Regions from separate parts of the Gasterosteus aculeatus genome. Here region 2 is linked to region 1. The links are chromatin contacts, called in public Hi-C maps. All regions are on one chromosome and are shown on one strand. Each heading gives the region's core, a stretch centred on a gene start, on an enhancer-like site or on the middle of the called end of the contact. The rest is flanking DNA. Distances are from core to core; before and after follow the strand shown. Region 1 overlaps gpr153 (G protein-coupled receptor 153). Region 2 overlaps acot7 (acyl-CoA thioesterase 7).

Region 1 (5,690 bases), core at 2,720-5,219:
CTATGCAATTACAGTATTTTACTGCCATCTATTGTCAGTCAGATCAATCCAGTTAAAGCAGATTCTAGAAATACTAATGCAAGACATTAATTGTTATGAAGATATTTAACAGTCTGTTAGTCTCATTGATCTGAATTGTTTTTAATGCAATGTTCCAAATATATTTTATACCTAGAAATTGCTGAAAACCTCAAAACTGGAATTGGTCGACCTAAAAATGTTTGTTTTAAGCAGTTGATTGGATGTATTCAACCCTTTTTGGGGGAAATATGGACACATGCTTGGGGCTGTCAAATTAATAATAATAACAAAATAAGAAAAAAGGGTCTGTTTTACATAACTGTCAGTACTGTGGTCTGTACTAAATAGAAGTAGAGACTAATATCATTACAAAGTAGAAAATAAATATTGCTGTGAAACAAATGTGTTGAATGTACAGTTTTCCTCTAAAAAGCCATAGAGGACCATCAAATAAATGGTTCCCCGTTCATTTGTTAGGAACTGGAGTGAGCTGAGAAGCACTTTAATCTCATTATGATGGTCATATTTCCCTCATGTCCCAAGGGCTACACCCAAGCATTTTTCTTAAAAAACAATTTCTACATATTGTTTTTGTTTTTAATTTATTGTTCTTTGTGTGATGCGGACTCCTGTCGGATAATGTTGACTTAAAGAGCAAAATACTATGTTTTTAGGTGGAAATCTAAATTTAATTGATCTGACAAATGCATGAAAGAGACGCTTGTCTAAAACGGCATTGTACCAAGGAATCAGACGGTTGCACAAAATTTGGTCCCACAATTGGACCACATGGTAATAACATAACGGCTTGTACGCCAATGAACACATCTTAACAATTCAGGCAGACTAATGATCTTTTTTTCTATTAGCGCCCACTGTTTATACTCAACCCAATCTGAACGCCTTCTCTCCTGTTTCTAACCTTCCCAACCTGTTGATCCTCTCCCTCTCGACATTCTTCCTGATCTAACTGCTCATGTGTTAAAACAACACATAGTGTGTGATAATTAATACTGCCAGTTCTCTGCTTTTTTCTCCAGAGGGCTTGCCATGTATAACTCACCCCAGTTGTATGTATAAGGAGTGTTTCCTGTTCTTGCATGCCAAGCTGCCTGTGCAAAGAGCTACTCTCATCTTTCATCCCTTTGGCCAAACATTTACATCAAGATCAGCATTTTACACGCATCTCCAATTGATCTTTAATGAACATGAATGCAGTAATTGGGGAAAATAAACTTGGTCGATAGGTAGTTATGCACCCAGAAAACACTTTACATTGCCTAAGAGTAAGCCCTGTAGCTTTGAATATTCTTATTCTAGCTATTTTTAAAATAGTGCCCATGAAGGATTTAAAAAATGTTTCCTTACTCTAAACATTCAAATTGAATTATCGTTCATTTTTCTAGCAACGTCCTTTTTTACCGTACACCCTCATAGAGCATACCCATATAGGCTAAATCAAGAAAACCGAACAGTGAAGCTTGTCCCTCTTTTCTATTCGTCTGTCTGTCTTGTCTTGTGTATTGAGTTCGTTGCTCTCTAATCCTGACGTCCGTGCTTTTCTGCACTTTGCAGAAAACAGCCAAGATGGAGGAATTCATGCCGACTTAATATTTGACAGACCATATGACTATAGCTCGGCGCCTGAAATCGTGACGGTAGACCGTAATGCCAAGTATGAGTTCTCAACCTTAGAAAGGGGGGTTCCGCAAGGGTATCCATTGAGAGAACAACAGGAAGATAAAATGCAGTATTTGCAGGTATATTTTTTTTTCTATTAATTTTCTTCATTATTTCACTTGATCAAATGAACTATTTAAAAATGACACTGTGCTTGCTAAAGTTTTCTGGAATCATCCAACATTTTGTAATGCTATCTCTACCAGATATGCCACAGATTTCTTTGTATATTTTACATGAATCACAAATACACTCTGGCTGACTAATGTTTGGTAAATATGACCATCAACCGTCCAATCAGCATGTTAGATATGCTTCCTTAATCAAATAATCTGTCCTAAACATGGGCCTACATGCATTTAACTTTGTTTTTATTGTGCAAGGGTAAGAGATTAGTAACTGACATACCTTCTACATTTCAGGAGTCTCAAGTTTTCATGAAAGCACTATAAACCTTTGCTCATGTTCTACCCCAAAAGCATTGTGTCCATTGGATCGGACATCCATCCCAGTCAGATGCAGGGCTGTGAAATGCTTCTTTTTCAGCCTGCATTTATGCCAAAACGTTCTTTCCCAACCTGCAGCCTTCTATGTCAATTCAACAAAAGTTTTTTCCCGGATTTTGTCCCAATACTTACACTGCAGGTTGCAATGCAGGCCCACAGTTTAACGTTCATACAATTTAAAAAAAGAAATGATTTGATTAAAGCAGTGATGATGAAAATGTTGCTTGACTTGGCCTGGAAGGCTGTGGTAATGATAGTTAACTTTAGAATCAACTGATGCAACCCCTCACAATATTAACCTTTAACAAAGCATCTCCATACTGTGTCATCTTTGTCAGAAAACAACTTAACAAGGGCTTCGGTTTTGTCAGTGCAGCTGAAGCAATCTACATAACTTGAAAAATTTGCTTATTGGAAAAAAAGATGTGCGTAAATATAGCTGGTATTAGACCACAGATGTCCAACATTTTAAATACCAATTTGATTTTTTTCAAAGCCTGGAAACAGAGATGTATACAGTAGTATCATTTCATCAGACCAACTCATTACTCCATCCATTGTTTTTGTGACCAATCATTAGATTTAGGAGATTCATGACATTGTAAATAGCTGTGTTATTGATTGCTGTATACATGTGATGATGAACAGGTGCATTTTTTAAGTCAGTTTCAGTGGCTAAACTGAGTCACATTATGTTTATGCTGTTGGAAGGCGTTACGGCCCAACTAGAACATGAACAAACAAAACCTTTAATCAATCCAGTCAATAGAATATACATTTGAGAATGTTCCTTCCTGCATGGCTTTAATTCAGAATAAAGCCTCTTCGGCTTTATTAGCTATTTGTGGGAGTCTGTGTCTTTCTTCATCGTGCATCTTAATTCATTCCTGTGCTTGTGCTGCCGTCTGCTGTTCAGCCTCCCACCTTACACACTCAATGCTACTGTATCGTCTACTGTCTCATTTCTCTGTATTTACTAAAACCCACCACAGGGGGGCAGGCTGATATCAATCTTGTGGCTCTTGACGTCACCTTGACAAATCCTCTCTCTCTTGCATAGTTGTCAGAGCAGAATGGAATGTGAGTATAACGTGTAGGGATCGTCTTTTGCCATGTTCATCTTCTGATAAAGGAGGCGTATACTAGTTCAGATGTAACCATGTTGATTTATGTTAAAATGCTCATGTATGTAAGTAGTCATTAACAATAGAAGTCAAAAATACTCCTATCATCTCCAACAAGCAACCGATTGTGCTGCTTTACAGCTGGACCAGTGTACCAAAAAATAGAATGGATATTTTTACTCGCCTAAAAATGATCGCTGAGCTTAATGCCACTAACCTAAATATTTACCCTAAACAGTCCTTTGGGATTGTTGCAGGTCAGTGGTATTACTAAAATTGCAATGTACCATCACAGAAGCCTTCTTGTAATGCCCTTTTAATTGATAATATAGGTGTAACATAACATATATTCTAATGTTAACAATGAGCTACAATGATTAATGGTTCTGTTTTGCTGCAGGAAAAAAAATAATGGCCCAGTTATTTACCCACTGAAGGGTTTTCTCTGTGTGTTCCGTCCAGGTGCCCCCTACAAGAAGATACTCCCACGACGATACCGACATGTGGACCAGCGACCAGATCCCCTCATACCTTCACCGATGGGGCTCCAGCGAGGACATGATAGTGACGGCCCACTACAGCTCCACCTTGCCGCGCCGCGAGAGGCGCAGGAACAGTCTGGTCTCCTACCACGAGGAGAACCACCACCACCACCACCCGCACCGCAAGCGGCGGCGCTCTGAGGAAAGTGCGCACTCCCTCAAGCACCTGCCGCGCGTGGCCGGCGGCGGGGAGCACCGCGAGGACGCCCCGCGGTGTTTTAGCCGCGACGAGGTGATCAACTTCATCGACGAGACGCCGCTGCCGAGCCCGAGGAGGAGCCCGCGGCGCGCCTCCGCCGTCTCGCTCGCCCCAAACGTGTACGAGCAGCACGCGGTCCCCCTCCCCCACTTCCCCCTCACGGACTTTGAGCGAGAGCCCCACGCGCTCAGGCGGCTCTCGGAACACAAAAGGAGCAGCAGCAGCAGCAGTCGGGAGGACGCGCCCGACGCTTCGCCCAAGCCGGACCGGCCGCGCGCGCGCGACGGGAAGCCGCCAGGCGAGGCGGACGCGCGGACTCACGGGCGCGCCGCCTGCAGGCCCGGGACGGACGCCGGGGCTGACTGGGGTTATCAGAGGCACCCGAGCAAGGGCCAGCGGGGTCACGGTTTCCTAAGCACACCCTCGGGGTCTTCCAAGGGATACATCACCTTCCACTCCGATTCTGTCGGCTCCGCCACCTGAAAGCAGAGTTTCCCCTCCGTGATATCAACATTGATATAGAAGCAATGACAAGCAAACAGGGTATTGATGGTTACGCGAAAGTGACAGCCTGGATTATTTGTTCTTTTTACTTGTGCCACTACTCAGTTTTACGATATATTTGGGACCAACATGCAACTATGCTAAATGGCTTTGGGAGCTTTTCTGAATGGGCCTAAAGTGAACTTCCTGGGGGACTGTGAAACGTTTGTGTCGTATTGTTATTCAGCTTTTATATCAACAAATTATGTTTCTTTTCTAGCACTGACACAAATACAACTTTTTTTTTAAATAGAGTGAGCATTGCCACATTGTTTTGACTGTTTGATGTTGTTTCTTATGAACTGCTCAAAGAATTCAAGTTGTCGGTAGTTGTTTAAGGAGGTATTTATCTCTTTCCTTTTTCTTGAATTCATTGTACTTTATTTTGCCTTTTAATACCAGTGTGTTTTTTTGTTGTACGCACACATTGGCTTTCAAACCAAACTCTGAATGGACTTCAGGACATGCCACAGTATACATGTTTTTCTTTTCTGATGTACACCTTTTCTATTATAAACACAAGTTTGTTTTATATTTTTCAAGCACCCTTTGTCAAAACTGAGGCTTTTAACACCAAACTCTTTGTTTGCCTAATAGTTTTAAAGTTACTGTGTGATATTGAGATATAACATGAAGACCCCTAAACTCCTAAGGAGCATGTAAAGTAGATTGAAATGTCATATAGAAGAAAGGATATTGGATTAGGGTTTTGTTTAATGGGACCGTCGCTTAGAACTTTTCCACCCAATTCCCATGCCAATGTTTATGTGTTACCCACAACTGTTACCCACCATTACGTTGAATATTTCCATATAAAACATTTGACGAATGCAGCTGGAAATAGTGCTTTGTCCCCATCAACTGAGCGTGTCTGCCTGACCTCACCTCTTTGTTTCAGTAATGTGTAAGGAAGCTCCAAAAATTATTTTATTCTTTGAATGCTCCTTAAGAAGGAACTTCTCAAATATGTAAAATGGGGCAGAGGTTGAATGGTCAAGCCTTTAAGCTGACCAGATGTAGCACATGTTGAATTCTGATGTTGTTCTTTGACCCTTTAAAGATGTTAGCAACAATT
Region 2 (5,575 bases), core at 1,374-3,873, 54 kb before region 1:
AAAATAACAGTTGGTTGATTTAATTTGAGAGTGTACTTTACTGTTAAATAGTTCACCTTCTATAGCAACAGTATATAACGACATTTAGATCTGTTATGTCCCAACTGCATAGCTGCAATAATGTTGCTGGTTTCACTGTTACATCACCAGGGTGTTTTGGTTTTACCCACCTGGTGAACTTTAACCGGCTTGAGATTGCATCATTTTGATAGTAATCTTACAACAACAACAATATAAAAATGGGAAAATCACAATAATAATAATAATAATAATTCAAAATAACTACTTAACTTGTGAACAAGTTGCTACTTAAACTAAGTCTTCAGATAAATACACCCTGTGTAAACCAGGAAGAGCAAGAATTACAGACAAAAAACAAGTTCTCAGGATCAGTGGAGCCTGCTTTAATAAACACATATTTTTTGTCATGTCTATGCTTAAGATCTAAGCTTATCTCGTGCTTCTCGGTACCTTTAACCTGTCTGACTAGAGTCTTGATGGAGTTAAGGGCAACTCTGTTCCTATTACATCACCTGGCTGAAATGAAGATAGTGTCGTCCTTAGAATGACTGGTACTGATTTTATCAAGTGTTCCACCTATAATGAAAATACCTCACTGCCAAAATACCTCACTGCCAAAACGCCCTATCAAAACAAGGAAACAAATGGGAGCAAATATTTGAAGTTCAGGCAGGATGTACTGCTTCCAGAAATCTATTTGCTTAATGTAAAATAAAATGACTATTCTTGTTTCAAGATAACACGAACAATGATGGTAAAGTGGCCAGGCAGACGTCGAAGATAGTTTCATGTCATGATCGCTATATATTATTTTGTGTAATCATTTCTGTAGATGTACAAGATGTGCTAATGGGTTTATATTCTTTTCATCATCAATGGTTTGTTTGACCATCTATTACCAAATCTTTGAATTAGATATTTTGTCCCAAGATACAAAATATTGAATGAGAATATAGTGTTATGCCATTCAAACCTTGAAAGAAGAGGGTTTTGTGTTGAAACCTCATCATACTGGAGGTCCTGTAACAGATTGTATAAAACTGCTAATCACGAGAAGGCAAGTGACCGTAACTTGAATTAAGAATTTAAATAAATATCCATACTCATTTCAAGTCAGACACTATTTAAAGTTGAATAATTGCAGAGATCATTAGTTTCAGTATCACGAAGCAGATTTATTTATTTTGTGCCCTAATAACCAATATAAACATCATTGTACTAGTAGTGGATTTACAGAGTAATCAATACAAATGACTCCGACCTGTTTCAGACTGATGTTGTTGAGGTTTTTTGTCCTGTGAAAGCAGGTTTCAATATTTTTAGAGTTTCCTGTTTGCTGTTTCTCCTCTCTAGGACCGCTGCTTGGCCGCTCTGGTTCGGGTGGAGAAGACGGAGTTCCTGTCCCCCATGTTCATTGGCGAGGTGGCCCACGTCACGGCTGACATCACTTACACCTCTCAGCACTCGCTGGAGGTGCAGGTCGAAGTCATTGCCGAAGACATCCTCACAGGTGACTTACCAGCATTTTTTTGTTTTTCGGCAGGCACATAACTGTTGGATAATACATATAAGTGTTGAATTTCAATATAGGCAAATCACACACATTCTACCTGTTGTATGAATAATGCAGTTACACCTGTGGGAACAATATGTCATATTGAAAGAATATTTGTTTCAACCTGTCGCGTTATCATATCACTTCAGAGGAGAAGAATGAATGAGAGACTAGTATTCACAAGCAGGAGGATGGACAAAACACACATACACACACAAAACAACCCCTCTGGCAGAGGAAATCGCCTGCGAGTGCGATTGGCTTTTGCAAAAAAACACTTCTCAGTGATATTTTGCTGTTTTACCAGTAGAGGGCAGCGCACAATAAGTAACAGAGGCCTAAGAAGCATGAGAGATGAAACACTGCTTCCATGGGGCTCTGAACGACATGCTGTGACACGGGTGTAGAAACTAAGCCGTGCTGATTTCTAGTTTAGAATCTTAGCCAAGTGATGCAGTTGTTAATTATATTCTATTATTATGATATGTGCTAATTGAATGCATGCTATGTACACAGGAGAGCATGCTGTATACACACACACTCACACATAGCCCCTCTGAGTGAAGACCATGGGAGGATCACATTTGGCTGACCTAGCGTTGTCTCTGAAAGGCCAGTGATGCACAGACTGTCGGTAGAAGCACATAAGGCCCTGAGCATGCTGCAACTGCTTTAGAAGTAGAGATGATGAAACATGTACGGATTCACATGCACAACATATCACAGTGATGCTGGCGTGGATGCGTTTGAGTGGCATCGGGGGAGTTTTTCTCAGTATGTTGCAATGTGTAGCTTGTGTGCGTTGTTGTTAACGAATCGGTAGTTAGAAGTTAGTTGAATTAAGACCGAGCGATCGAGTGACACAGTAAGACAGTGCGGACAAACATATTCATGAGGAAGAAGATAGCACATGGAACAGAAGAAGAAGAGGGTGAGCGTATGAAGGAGATAGACAGAGGGATGAAGGAAAGGAGGTGTGAGAAACAGAAGAAGTATCCCCTAGACGGCCGTTGCCCTAGCAACAGACTTGTACTGGTTGGTTGGCTGGTTGCTGGGCTGGAAGCTGGTTGACGAAGGCGGAGATATGAGATGACAGGTGGAGAGGAGCACACATATGCAGGCATTGGCAAGGACGGCCTTCTACATGAGCTATTGGGAAGGACCTCGAAGAAGTAATACCACTAAGAGTTTCATCCGATGCACCTCACAGGATCTGTGATTCAAGGCTTTATTCCTATATTCTTCATATATCGGACAAAAGAGAAGACATCCTCATATGCTCTGATGTAAATATGACATGTTTTTACTTTTATACGCAGATCCTCCCTTTTTAAAAATAGAATACCACAGAAGAAAACGGCTGCATGTCACTTCCTGAGGAATGGTTCAGTTCCTCTATTAATAGATTCTAGGTTCTAGGTTGTTGATGTTAATGGGTTCTTAATTCAAAGAGTAGTTTTGGAGTTGGGTCAGTGTGGGGGTAACATAGATGTGCGAAGCGTTGAGATTAGGCGCTGAGGGGTCTTCCTCTGGGACATCAAACGTTCCTTTGAGGTCTCAAACACATCTGCCACATCTACCCACATATATATACATATATATATATATATATATATATATATATATATATATATATATATATATCTTGATAACGGCATCATCTGTCAGTCTCAACCAAACAAATATTAGACATCTTTATATAGTATTTACATTTAGCTTCTACATTAAAAGTGGAGTCAGAGCCTGGCTATAGAAAGTAGGTCATATACGGGTGCATGCATCTGAGTTGAGACAGCTGCTATTCATATGAAATTCTGAGTGTCAGTATGTTTTTATAAATTGAGTTTTTATTGTAATGTCCGCGGTTGTCCGTTATCGATAACTGAAAGAAAAGTTACGTTGGCTGCGTCTGTCACTCCTTGGGCGTCGCAATTAGATGCATCATTTTGCAAATGTGTGTTTGCACACATGTGCATTTGTGACACATTATGTCTATGCGTAGTGGGTGAATCTGTATTTACATGCGCGCGTGTGTGTGCGCGCCTGGGTATGTGTGTGGGATTTAATCAGTGTTTGGCCCTTTAAAAGGTTCCTGCGGGGCCGAGGGGGAAGAGAAGATAACGGGAGCAGACATTATTTGCTTCTGTCATGTCAGCTTAGCATCAGGCCTCACACACTGCGGCCCAGTCAGACACGGACGCCAAGTGGATGTACCTGCACACATGCTGCGACACGACGCATGTACCCGACACATTCTGAGACACACATGCGGGCTGTGACCTGTGTGCATACAGAGCTCGATATGCACACGCAGACACATTCTGCATAGAAAAAGTCACACGTCTACATGTCTTCACGCATGTACACACTAAACACACACAGCCCTTCTTTCGAAAAGATGTTCCGAACTGAGGCAAGACTGGCAGGGTTTCTTTCACCAGACAAAAAATTGATAGATGGCTTGAACAGTAATAAGAAGACATTTTATTTTTACATTTTACACTCGCATATGTTGTTTAAATTCATATTTGAATGCACTTTTGTGTATATCCGAAAGCTGCTTTTGTGCTGCTTGGTTTCAACATAAATGCTCATGATTCTTATGTTCTGCAATACTATTTAGATTACACTCATCTTTGTATTTTTTCTCTCATGTTTATTTCACGTGTGTGTGTGTGTGTGTTGGGGAAGGAGGCAGCACCCAGGTTCCACAGTCAGTCAGGCAACATCTCGTCAGGCAGGCCTCAGTCACCGCCCCCAAGGGGGAGGCTGCCTACTGTGGGCACGAGCCGTGATGATTGTTCCCGCTGGGGGGATTGCACATGCGCACTAGCACACACACAGACCCGTTCACATCGTCAGTATGCACAAACATGCATGAAAATACACATTCATATTTCAAAACGGCACACTGTCACAATAACACACACGTCCACACACAGATCCCTGTTAGAAAAATGCATCTGTACGAGCACACACGCACCAGGTCTGCAGGTGTGAAATTAAAAGACAACAAAAAAGACAGAATATTGATCAATACACGCAGGTTTGCACGCAGCCACCTTCGGATCAAACACTCACATACAGAATATTCCCGCAGAGATAATAAGGCTCGCATTGCATGTACACTCAAGCACACATTTGCATAAACACATCATACACAGATTGTGCCCCCTCAACACGCACACACGCATAGATAGAGCTGAGAGCAATGCATTGTGGGTTAAGGCTGGAAATAATCATCGCAGTTCCTGCCGTGATCCTGGGTGGTCACGAAACTGCACATGTTGAAAGAGAGCTGAAAAATGTTGAATCACTTTATAATCCATAAAATGTGGCACAAATGTGCTTAAAATTAGCATCATTTATTAAGTGACCCACACCAAAACTTTACCCATGGCATGATGTCATACATTTCTATCGCGCTACAACAACTAAGAGTGGGATTTTTAGGGTAGTTAAAAGTAGCCTTGGCTCAGCAGAATGGAAAATGTGTGTTTTTGATCATGTGGATCAAGTGCTGAGACTGATCCTCACTATCTCTCAGCCTGAAACATGGTGATCAGGAAGGAGAAAAGGAAACGAGGTGGGGAAAGAATGACGGATAGTGGGCAGGAGTCAAGGAGGATAGAGGAGGGGTGAACGATTACAACAGAGCGATAAATCAAGTGAAACTGTTGGAGTTGAAAGATGGACGTCGGTGAAGGGGATGTCAAGGGAAAACGAAAAAGGAGCAATAAAATAAAAAATGAAAGATGTTAAAGCAGACTGGAATGACGCACTGTTCAGAGCACCTAAATGTGCATCTAGGAACCATTAAAAATGGTCTGAAGTAGTGATTGACGGCTTAAATTTAGATTAAAGTGGATTGCGTGATGCATGAGTAGTGTTGGAGGGATGTTTCGCCTTCTTAAGCGCCCATGTGAACACTGAAATAAGTACCCAAAAATGCCCTCATTTATTATTAAATATGACTAAGCAAAGCTTTTGGGAATTCTA

What was found. A called contact is a pair of places that touch in the nucleus more often than the background predicts.
Region 2: a Hi-C map of skeletal muscle shows a contact between it and region 1, with 2.5 times the contacts expected there. The contact joins two enhancer-like sites. A contact is called at or near these places in 3 of 6 Hi-C or Micro-C datasets (skeletal muscle and tail fin).

What each region holds. Positions count from the first base shown.
Region 1 is chr2:13,949,755-13,955,444 of fGasAcu3.hap1.1, reverse strand. gpr153 (G protein-coupled receptor 153) reads left to right here. Exons shown (of 7, transcript XM_078084161.1): 5 at 1,062-1,091; 6 at 3,268-3,287; 7 at 3,794-5,690. The coding sequence ends at 4,555. Among protein-coding and RNA genes, the nearest start is that of her3, 9.9 kb to the right of the region's middle. Within about 2 kb of position 3,969, at least 4 of the 9 cell types and tissues checked have open chromatin away from gene starts, as enhancers often do.
Region 2 is chr2:14,002,734-14,008,308 of fGasAcu3.hap1.1, reverse strand. It overlaps acot7 (acyl-CoA thioesterase 7), which reads left to right. Exons shown (of 9, transcript XM_040193841.2): 3 at 1,375-1,531. Among protein-coding and RNA genes, the nearest start is that of LOC144384569, 6.5 kb to the left of the region's middle. Within about 2 kb of position 2,623, at least 2 of the 9 cell types and tissues checked have open chromatin away from gene starts, as enhancers often do.